2 separate regions of the Rattus norvegicus genome follow, and region 2 is linked to region 1. Evidence: chromatin contacts called from public Hi-C data. All regions are on one chromosome and are shown on one strand. Each heading gives the region's core, a stretch centred on a gene start, on an enhancer-like site or on the middle of the called end of the contact. The rest is flanking DNA. Distances are from core to core; before and after follow the strand shown.

Region 1 (4,853 bases), core at 13-2,512:
TCTCTCTCTCTCACACACACACACACACACACACACACACACACACACACACACACACACACACGACATCGTCGCCCTTGGTGACTCCCTCACCACCCCCTTGTAACCGTGCATTTTAAATACTGCAGGGCAGAGTCATTGAAAAATGTCAGACCCAGACTTAGTATTGGGGTGACCGTAACTCTTCCCCTCACACTGCCCTACAAATTGATAGAATGTAAAACTACCGTTTTTTTAATTTTACACAGTGGGGAATTTGATAGAGAAGATGAAGATCCGGAATACAAACCAACGAGAGCGCCATTCAAAGATGAAATAGACGTAAGACCTTGAGTGCATTGGCTTTTACAGTGCCAGTAACATTATATGCCCATATAGAACTTGTTAAACTTTAGAGAGTGGCCTTCCTCTAAAAGAGAAAGTAAAATCCAACCCCAATTGAAAATAGCTCTGTTTCTCACATTGCTTTCAAGGAATTTGCAAATTCTCCCCCAGAGGACAAGGAAGACTCCATGGAGGCCCAGAGCACAGGTGAGGGTCCGGGGCAGCTGGTCATGGAGGCCTGGGGCACGGGTGAGGGTCCGGGGCAGCTGGTCATGGAGGCCTGGGGCACGGGTGAGGGTCCGGGGCAGCTGGATCCTCTGCCATAACCTAATGATAGCAGCTCAGGGTCCTCTTCCACATGGACTGGACCCTCGTTGGTAATGGTGAGCCTTAGTTATGGTTTTCATTCCATTAATATCTTGGATAGAACTTTTTGATTAAGATAATTGATCTGCTAGCTTATAGTCATTATTTAGTGGAAAAATTTTAAAGTCCTTAAAACATTTCTATCGGAAGGAAGGCGTTTGTTTAAATCTGAAATATTTCTGTGGACTGTTGATCCTCTTAAAAAAATAATAATTAGGATAGTAGCTATGTGCTTACTGCATTCAAGATCACCATTGTAAGCATGTTCATAAGAAAGACTGCCTTTCGTTGTGTCAGACTGATAAACCTTTCCCCCCCCCTCAAAGGAGTTAACAGTAAATAGTTTATAAATCCTCTCCGTTCTTACTGCTTGTTTATATTTCCAGATCTGAGTGTGGCAGAGTGGCCTCTCCCACCCTGTACTCCGAAGGCTAATGAGTCATCTTTTTTTTGTCTGTGTTGTGAGAGATGTCTCAGACTCTTCTTTTCCACTTCCTCAGGCAAGCACAGTGAGAGCAATGCTGAGTTAGGTCAACTTTACTGGCCGAACACGTCAAGCCTGACTACGCGTCTGCGCCGGCTCATTACTGCCTATCAGCGCAGCTATAAAAGGCAACAAATGAGGCAGGAGGCCCTAATGAAGACGGACCGGCGCAGACGGAGGCCTCGGGAGGAAGTGAGAGCGCTGGAGGCGGAAAGGGAAGCTATTATATCTGAGAAAAGGCAAAAGTGAGTTCTCCACCATTTTTGCAGTATCTCCGCCCCACCCCCACCCGCCATGCCTTCTCTTCCTTCTCTGCTGGGTCCCTAAGAAACAGCGATCCCATCACAGAGTGAAGGAAGGCCTACTTCCCCCGGAGGTGTCCATCCCTCAGCCCTAAATAAGTCCCCGAGACGTGCTCTGGGGGGCAGAGAAGACTGTCCTGTGTGCCCTTCTGAGCGTGACGTGAGCCAGGTCTCCTCTCCACAGGTGGACAAGGAGAGAGGAAGCTGACTTTTACCGTGTGGTATCCACCTTTGGGGTTATTTTTGACCCAGTGAAGCAGCAGTTTGATTGGAACCAATTCCGAGCCTTTGCCAGACTAGACAAAAAGTCCGATGAGAGTCTGGAGAAGTATTTCAGCTGCTTCGTGGCCATGTGCAGGCGGGTATGTCGGATGCCTGCCAAGCCCGAGGACGGTAGGTACATGAACGGACGACTAGCCACACTGTGCTAGGCAGACGGGACTGTGCATGCCGGGTCGGGCGGGCCCAAGGCCTGCCCAGTTAACGACTGTGCTTCGTGTTACAGAGCCACCAGACCTCGCCTCCCTTATCGAACCCATCACAGAGGAGCGTGCATCCAGGACGCTGTACCGCATTGAACTGCTTCGCAAAATCCGAGAGCAGGTCCTTCATCACCCACAACTGAGCGACAGGCTGAAGCTCTGCCAGCCCAGCCTAGACCTGCCGGAGTGGTGGGAGTGCGGACGGCATGACAGGGACCTGCTGGTGGGTGCTGCTAAGCACGGGGTCAGCCGGACAGACTACCACATTCTCAATGACCCTGAGTTGTCCTTCTTAGATGCACACAAAAGCTTTGCTCAGAACCGTGGGGCCAGTACCGTCCCTTCTTTGAATACTCTGGCCATGGGCTTTGGCCAGGCTCCTCCAGTCATTGCCTCTGCTCATGCTCATGAAGAAAAGGTAATGGAACAGGCCGAAGGCAAGGCAGAGGAGTGCGAACACTCACCGGCCAAAGAGAGGTCGGATGGGAAAGAGGAGGAAGAAGAAGCTGGTGGGGCCAAGGACAGCAGGCAGGAGTGTGAGGCCGAGGCCAGCTCTGTGAAGGGCGAACTCAAAGGGGTGGAGGGCAGTGGAGACCCTGGGTCCAAGTCTGTCTCAGAGAAAGGCTCAGAAGAGGATGAGGAAGAAAAGCTGGAGGACGACGATAAGTCGGAGGAGTCATCGCAGCCAGAAGGTAATGCCTGGTTCTTGTCAGTGTCCCGATACCACAACAGTGGTGCATAGCCTTTGTGCGATTCCACAGCCTTGATTGTTTGATGATTGAGAAATCTAGAATCTCACTTCATAGCTCTGGCTGGCCTACAACTCACAGAGATCCACCTGCTCCTGCCTCCAGAGGGCTGGGATCAAAGGCGTGTCCCACCGCGCCCAGTATCTCTAAGCACTTCGTTTTGCAAAAGTCATTGGTGGCTTGGCGTGGTCACATGCACTTTCAACTCTAGCATAGGTTGGTTGGTCTATATACTGAACTCCAGAACTACACAACAAGACCCTGCTTTTTTCTTTTCCCCTAAGAGTACTTAATGTCCATTTTCTTCCGTGAAGGAATAATTTCAATTGTGTATACATGCGTTTGTCCTCATGCTTTATCCCTGCAAACACATTTCAAGGAATGTAAACTCAGCAGCTATGAACACATCAGTCGCTTCTGGCTTAAGGACAGGTTAACTTCATAGTCAGATGTGCTAAGAATTCCTTGTAATGTTAAAGTTGGACACATGAGTATGGTGGAAGAGAACCACTCACTGAGCAAATATTTCAGAGTAAATGATGGTTGGCCGGTTGGGTTGGTTGGTTGGTTGGTTGGTTGGTTAGTTGGTTTGGTTGGTTGGTTGGTTTGGTTGGTTGATTGGTTGGTTGGTTAGTTGGTTTGGTTGGTTGATTGGTTGGTTGGTTAGTTGGTTTGGTTGGTTGATTGGTTTGGTTGGTTGGTTGGTTTGGTTGGTTAGTTGGTTTAGTTGGTTTGGTTGTTTTGTTTGTTTGGTTGGTTGGTTGGTTGGTTAGTTGGTTTGATTGGTTGGTTGGTTGGTTTGGTTGGTTGGTAAGTTGGTTTGGTTGGTTGTTTTGTTTGTTTGGTTGGTTGGTTTGTTTGGTTGGTTAGTTGGTTTGTTTGTTTGGTTGGTTGGTTGGTTGGTTAGTTGGTTGGGTTGGTTGGTTGGTTGCTTGGTGATAGCACATTTTCCATGTTACAGATTGCTATAACCAACACAAAGGAGAAACCAAGCCCCGGTTGAACTTTGCTGCTGCAAGGACCCTTCTTTATTAGCTAATATCTTAACCAGAATAGAAGCTCTTGGGTCAGAAACACCAAAAGGTTTAATTAGTGTAGTGGCACGTGCTCTTTATCTCAGCACCTGGGCATAGAGAAACCAGAGGATCTCAGGTTCAAGTCCAGCCTCAACTATATATTGAGTCTGAGGAAGTCTTGGACTACGTAAGACTCTGTCTCTATGACCACAAAGAAAATATTCCCGTGGTTGCTTCATCAAGATAGAAGAAGGACCACCTACATTTGTGGGCGTTGTAAGCCCTAGACAAGGCAGGCTTGAGAAACACCACGTTATGTTTCTAGATGTACACTAGGCACTCTGTGTAATAGAGCCGGGTGGTATTCCTGTTTCCAACGCCGTCCTTTCTAGACTTGAGCTTCCGTGCGTTCTGGCTGTGAGCACTGCACATAACTCATTTCCCAGCAGGAGCTGTCTCGAGAGGGAAGACTTTCGATGAAGAAAGTAATGCTTCTATGAGCACTGCTAGAGATGAAACCCGAGATGGATTCTACATGGAGGACGGAGATCCTTCGGTGGCTCAGCTCCTTCACGAAAGGACATTTGCCTTCTCCTTTTGGCCCAAGGTTGGCAGGATTTTGTTACTGTGACTGTCTTGTTGATCTAACAAAAGAGCAGGAAGAAAGTCTCTGTAGCTTGATTTTTGTTTTCAGATAATATGAAGTAAACCTTGTTGGAGCATATGAAGAGTGCAGAATTTCCCTTTATTTTAAAGTAACGATTGGGAAGAACCCAAATGAAGAAATATTTAGGATGCTTTTTTAAAGACTGTGTAAAGCTTTTAGATTCAAAATAATTTATTAAAACTACCACTGTGTTCTTAAGACCAGAGAAGGGTGGTGGTGGACCCCTTTGCTCCCATTTATCCTGAGGTCATCCCAGATGTAGTTATCCATAACTCAAGGCAAAGGATGATTGCTCTTTGGTTAGGAAGCATAACTCTTCAAAATGTTCTCTGTGCCGTTAGGGCCTGTGTTTCTCAAGGCAGGAAGTAGTCATCATAAGTGCCACACGGTGCACTTGATGTGAGTCATCCCAGGCCACCCTTAATGGTGTTAATGTGGCTTAAAAAGAAGGTGACATTTCTGT
Region 2 (4,401 bases), core at 43-2,542, 180 kb after region 1:
CAGTTACGCCGAAAACAATGGAGCCGCATAGCATGCAGACAGCGTGTATACCCGCATTTGCACACACGTGCGCATGCACACACAGATTTAAAATAGTATGTTCGTGTGCAACTTCCTGTGTGCAAATCAGACATAGCCATGCACGCCAACATGATGTGCACGTTGGAACTTCACAAAGGAGAATGGGAAGGTTCCTTTTATGAAACGACTAATATTTGGTTGCAGAAATCATTCCTAGCTCAAAGGAGGAGCAAAGTTTCTAGATTTTTCTGGGCACGAATTTTCTAGCTGGGAAACTAGAAATGTACGCTCATTAACGTAAACAATGTAAGGTGTAATGTCCGCGTGGCTATGGATTTTATTTTACTGAAAGGAAGATCCTGCTCTAAGAAGCACCCGGGCACTGCTTAGTTTAGAATTGGCCCCCCTGGCTGATTTTAGTAAAGTCACCAGCACTGATCTTTGAGCCCTTTTAAGGTGGTATTTTGTGGCTGGGGCTCTCTCTGGTTTCCATGGGTTTTCCTTGAGCCTTTCTCTCAGTGTGTAATTATTCTCGCCTCAATTTGTTTACACAGCTTGGAGATGGGGACAGAGTTCTCTGGCGACTGTGCAACTGCAGCAATCAGCGTAAAGAGAAGCATTTAGATGCTATAAAACCTAACAGCCCGGCATGCACCATTACATAGCAGTTACCGAAATTTAGTAAATTAAATTAAATAATTTTAAATAAATTGATTTCAGGGATTTAAAAACTCATCTCTGTGGAATCTAGTTGTCAGTTTTTTTTATTTTTATTATTGTTCATCAAGTACAATTTATGTTTTTTAATGAATCAAAATCCCTCTTCCGCCACCTAGTCCAAAGTAGCTCTCGGTACCCTCGATTGAGTCGGTAGCTTCGTGCGCCATCTTCCGGCGGCGTCTAGTACCACGGCCGCGAGGCATCACTCCGCGAGGAGTTGGGGGAGTCGCGGCGACAGCCAGGGTGGCCACGTCTCACCGTCTCTGCAAAAATTCACGGTTAGGACGATGCTCGAAGCGAATGCGTAAACTGCTCCCGTGGGCTTTGTCATTGTGGGTCACCCTGAAGCACGGGGACAGCCCAGAGAGACTTTGGCTGTGGGGGCTGAAGGTTTGTTTTCTGTCAGTGGACGCCTGCCCTCCCTCTCCTTCATTAACGCCTGGATGAGATTGACCTGCTGTTTGCCCGACATCGCCACGAAGCCAGCGGTCCCTCCGCACCCACAGCCTTTCTCTGCTCCAGCACAGCTCGGTTCCAAGGGGCCGCTGCATGTTCAGACGCACAGCCCAGATAAAGACCTGTGGGGTTTTAAATATTTTATTTCCTTTTCTGAAACGATCAAAGTCATGCGTGATTGGGATAATGACGAGCCGCGCCTTGTTTTTAAGGCTATTTTTTTTTACATGTATGGTTAATCTGACGATAGTTTAACAAATAAAAAACCATCAGATGATACTGATAGGGATTGAAGGAGAGGGAAATCCTTTCCTTAGCAGCACTGAAGCAGCTTGACGTATCTCGTTTCGGTAAAGTGCCACCTACGTCTTTCCCCACGTACTCTGGGTTGTAATCCAGCGCACCCACGTACAATGGCTAATAATCCAAACCTCCGGGAAAGGAATCCTCCCCCCTCTAGTTGGACCTCTCTTCTAGCTTCTAGGCAGAAGGCAGAGTGGGGAACTGAGCGCCTGAGTGCTTTCCGGGTTAACAACTGGCTTGTCCCCTCCCCCACTACAACGCTTCAGCGCAGCAACAGATGGTGTTGGTTTTTTTTTTTTTTTCCCTTCTGAGTTTAAGATGGTTCATTTTGTGCCTTCTCGGGAGAAAGATGAAGATTAACTCCACTCCATCGTGAGCAAGAGCAAAGGAAAAAATGTGATATCTTCTAAGAAAAACAAAAACAAAAACAAAAGACCCTTTATCTCGCCCATGTGTGGTCAGTGCCCTCTTTGTCGTCTTCAAGTGGGAGTTTCTTCTCTCTTACACTTTATTCCCTTTCCCGCCATGTACCTCTGCTTCCTTCCTTCCTAGGCATGTACTTTCCGTGTCTGTACAGACAAGAAGGGTAAGGAAAAGTTGTCTGATAATGTATAATTCTGTGCATGTTACGGATCTCTGGAGAGTTTGAAGGCTGTTTTACTCTTTCAAGCAAATGATAAAACAAAGCATCGGCGTCAGGAACAGGGCTGGAGAGGCGGCTTGGCGGGAAAAGGCACTTTTCCCAAGCAGACAACCTCCGTTTGATTCCAGACTAGCACATGGTGGAAAGAAAGAACAGACTCCCCAAAACTGTTCTCTGACCTTCCTCCACACCTGCGTCATGATACTCAAGCGCTTTCACCACACCCCCAGACCCGAGGGAGAGAACGATTTGGACTCACACATTAAATAAATAACATTTAATAACATCTAATAGAGAACAGAAATCACACAAAGGCAAATTCAAGAAAATAGGATTAACGTGGTGGCCTAGGCCTACAAACCCAGATATTGAAAAACCGAGGCAGGAGGTAGGCTATGCGTTTAAAGTCCATCTGAACTAAAGAATGAGACCTCTTCCTCTCTCAGGAAGCAAGCACGAAAACAATCAAAACAAAAACAAAAAAACAAAAACAAACCAAGCAATCCAATACAAGCTGGCCTGGTAACACATGTCTGCCAGTAATGCTAGAGTTTGGAACGTTGGTTTTAGAGTGAGTTCACTGTTCAGCTGATCTAACGTGTATAAAAAGAAGAAATGGCATCAGATGGTCTTGCTACCAATAATACAATTATTTACTTATTTAAGATTTTTTTGAGGTAGTCTCATAATATAGCCCCAAGCTGGTCTCTTTGGCCTTAGTCCTCAGTGCTAGTATTAAAGGTCTGTGCCAGCAAGATCAGCCTCCAGCCTTAAAGGAGCGCCTTCCCCCCCAGACACGAAGATGTAAAAAGGCAAAACAAAACAAAATGAAACAATACAAGAATCTGTTACATGTTAAGGTTGAACGGCCCTTTCTCCATCTGCTAACTGAGGGCCAGTTCTTCTCAGCTCCTGGTCTTGTATGTCATTCATAACATTTAATGCAGTTACACTGTCATTCAAGTGTCCTTGGTTCCAGACCGGCCACAGGAGGCATGGTCCTAAGCGCTTTGCACTTGGTCAGCCCCTGGGCTAATCTGAGAGCTTCATGTTGGCACTGCCTTCCTCCTCAGTCCCTCGGTGCTATGAGCTGCTAGTCCTAATCTCATGCAGTCATTTACTTGACTTCTTTTTCCCCACTTTAAAAGGGAGGCAAAGAAACAGGCATCAACGAGGCCTTTCAGACTCCCTGTTTGTCTGTTTCTTTATGAAGAAACCCAGAAACAAAGTGACTTTGTGTTTTTCTGAAATGAGAACACCTTCAGGAGAGTGTTACAAGCTGAACGGAACCCCCTGCCTCAATTCCCGTGCTGAATTCCTCCTTGGTAGCTTGGAAGGACACCTTATCTGGAGACAGGGTCTTTATAGAAACGGATAAGCTAAAATGAGGTCATTAGAGCTCATTCCAATCCAGTCTGAATGGTGGCCTTGTAAGAAGGGGAAGTTTAGACATGTTTAGAGAGACAGCTGTGTGGGGGGCAGAAGGAGAAGATGTTGGCCACCTACAACCTAAGGAGAGAGGCCTCAAGGGATTTTCTTAGCGTTCTTAGAAGGAGACAGCCCTGCTGGCAATTTGACTCTAGTGGTTTTTTTTTTTTTTTGCGGGTGGGGGGGTGGCATCTGGGAGGCGAGGCAGCAAATTTCCGTCGTGTAAGCCAAATTCATAGTTGAGGTTTTTGTTGCTGGGGCCAAAGCATCTTATAGAAAGAAAGATTTGTTTTGGCTCCCTGTTTCAGAGGGTTTCAGCCGGCTGCAGCAGGGTCAGGCGGGATAGAGCAGACCATAGCTGGTAGCTGCAGCACGTGACAGATGTTCCTCATCTCCGACAGAGGAGGAGGAAGCAGAGGACAAGGTTGAAGGCAGAGGCCAGGTGATGACTTTCAAAGATGGACTCCAGTAACCTCCCAAGACAGTACCAGCTGAAGAACAAGCACTTAAAACACTGTTCATGGGGACCTGGCAGACTCTAAGCCCAGCACCGGCTCAGCACCTTTTAATGGCGGCCTTTGTAAATTAGTGTAGAGCAGAGGACAGCATCGGGTGCTTGTTTATTTCTGAATTCAAAACAAAACAACAACCAAAGAACAAACAAACAAAACTCCCAAAAAACTAAAAACCACACACACACACACACACACACACACACACACACACACACACACACCAAAACCAAAACCAAAACCAAAACTCTCCAGCAGGGAATTTTTGGAATGCTTTGGGAAGTCCTCAACAGTGTGTTAAAAGAGGGTTTTTTCTGC

The links. A called contact is a pair of places that touch in the nucleus more often than the background predicts.
Region 2: a Hi-C map of liver shows a contact between it and region 1, with 4 times the contacts expected there. The contact joins the promoter of Lnc056 here to the enhancer-like site in region 1. A contact is called at or near these places in 5 of 12 Hi-C or Micro-C datasets (frontal cortex, kidney, liver and 1 more) and 1 of 1 datasets of contacts at active chromatin or transcription factors (oligodendrocytes).

The regions. Positions count from the first base shown.
Region 1 is chr5:26,776,804-26,781,656 of GRCr8, forward strand. Chd7 (chromodomain helicase DNA binding protein 7) reads left to right here. Exons shown (of 38, transcript NM_001107906.3): 27 at 249-321; 28 at 474-531; 29 at 1,191-1,419; 30 at 1,661-1,869; 31 at 1,982-2,650; 32 at 4,170-4,330. Among named protein-coding and RNA genes, the nearest start is that of Chd7, 170 kb to the left of the region's middle. Within about 2 kb of position 1,263, at least 8 of the 93 cell types and tissues checked have an H3K27ac peak or open chromatin away from gene starts, as enhancers often do. A contact at or near this core is called in liver, where this site is marked.
Region 2 is chr5:26,959,205-26,963,605 of GRCr8, forward strand. It overlaps Lnc056 (long non-coding RNA 056), which reads right to left and starts at 1,293. Exons shown (of 2, transcript NR_126574.1): 1 at 1,196-1,293; 2 at 850-1,004.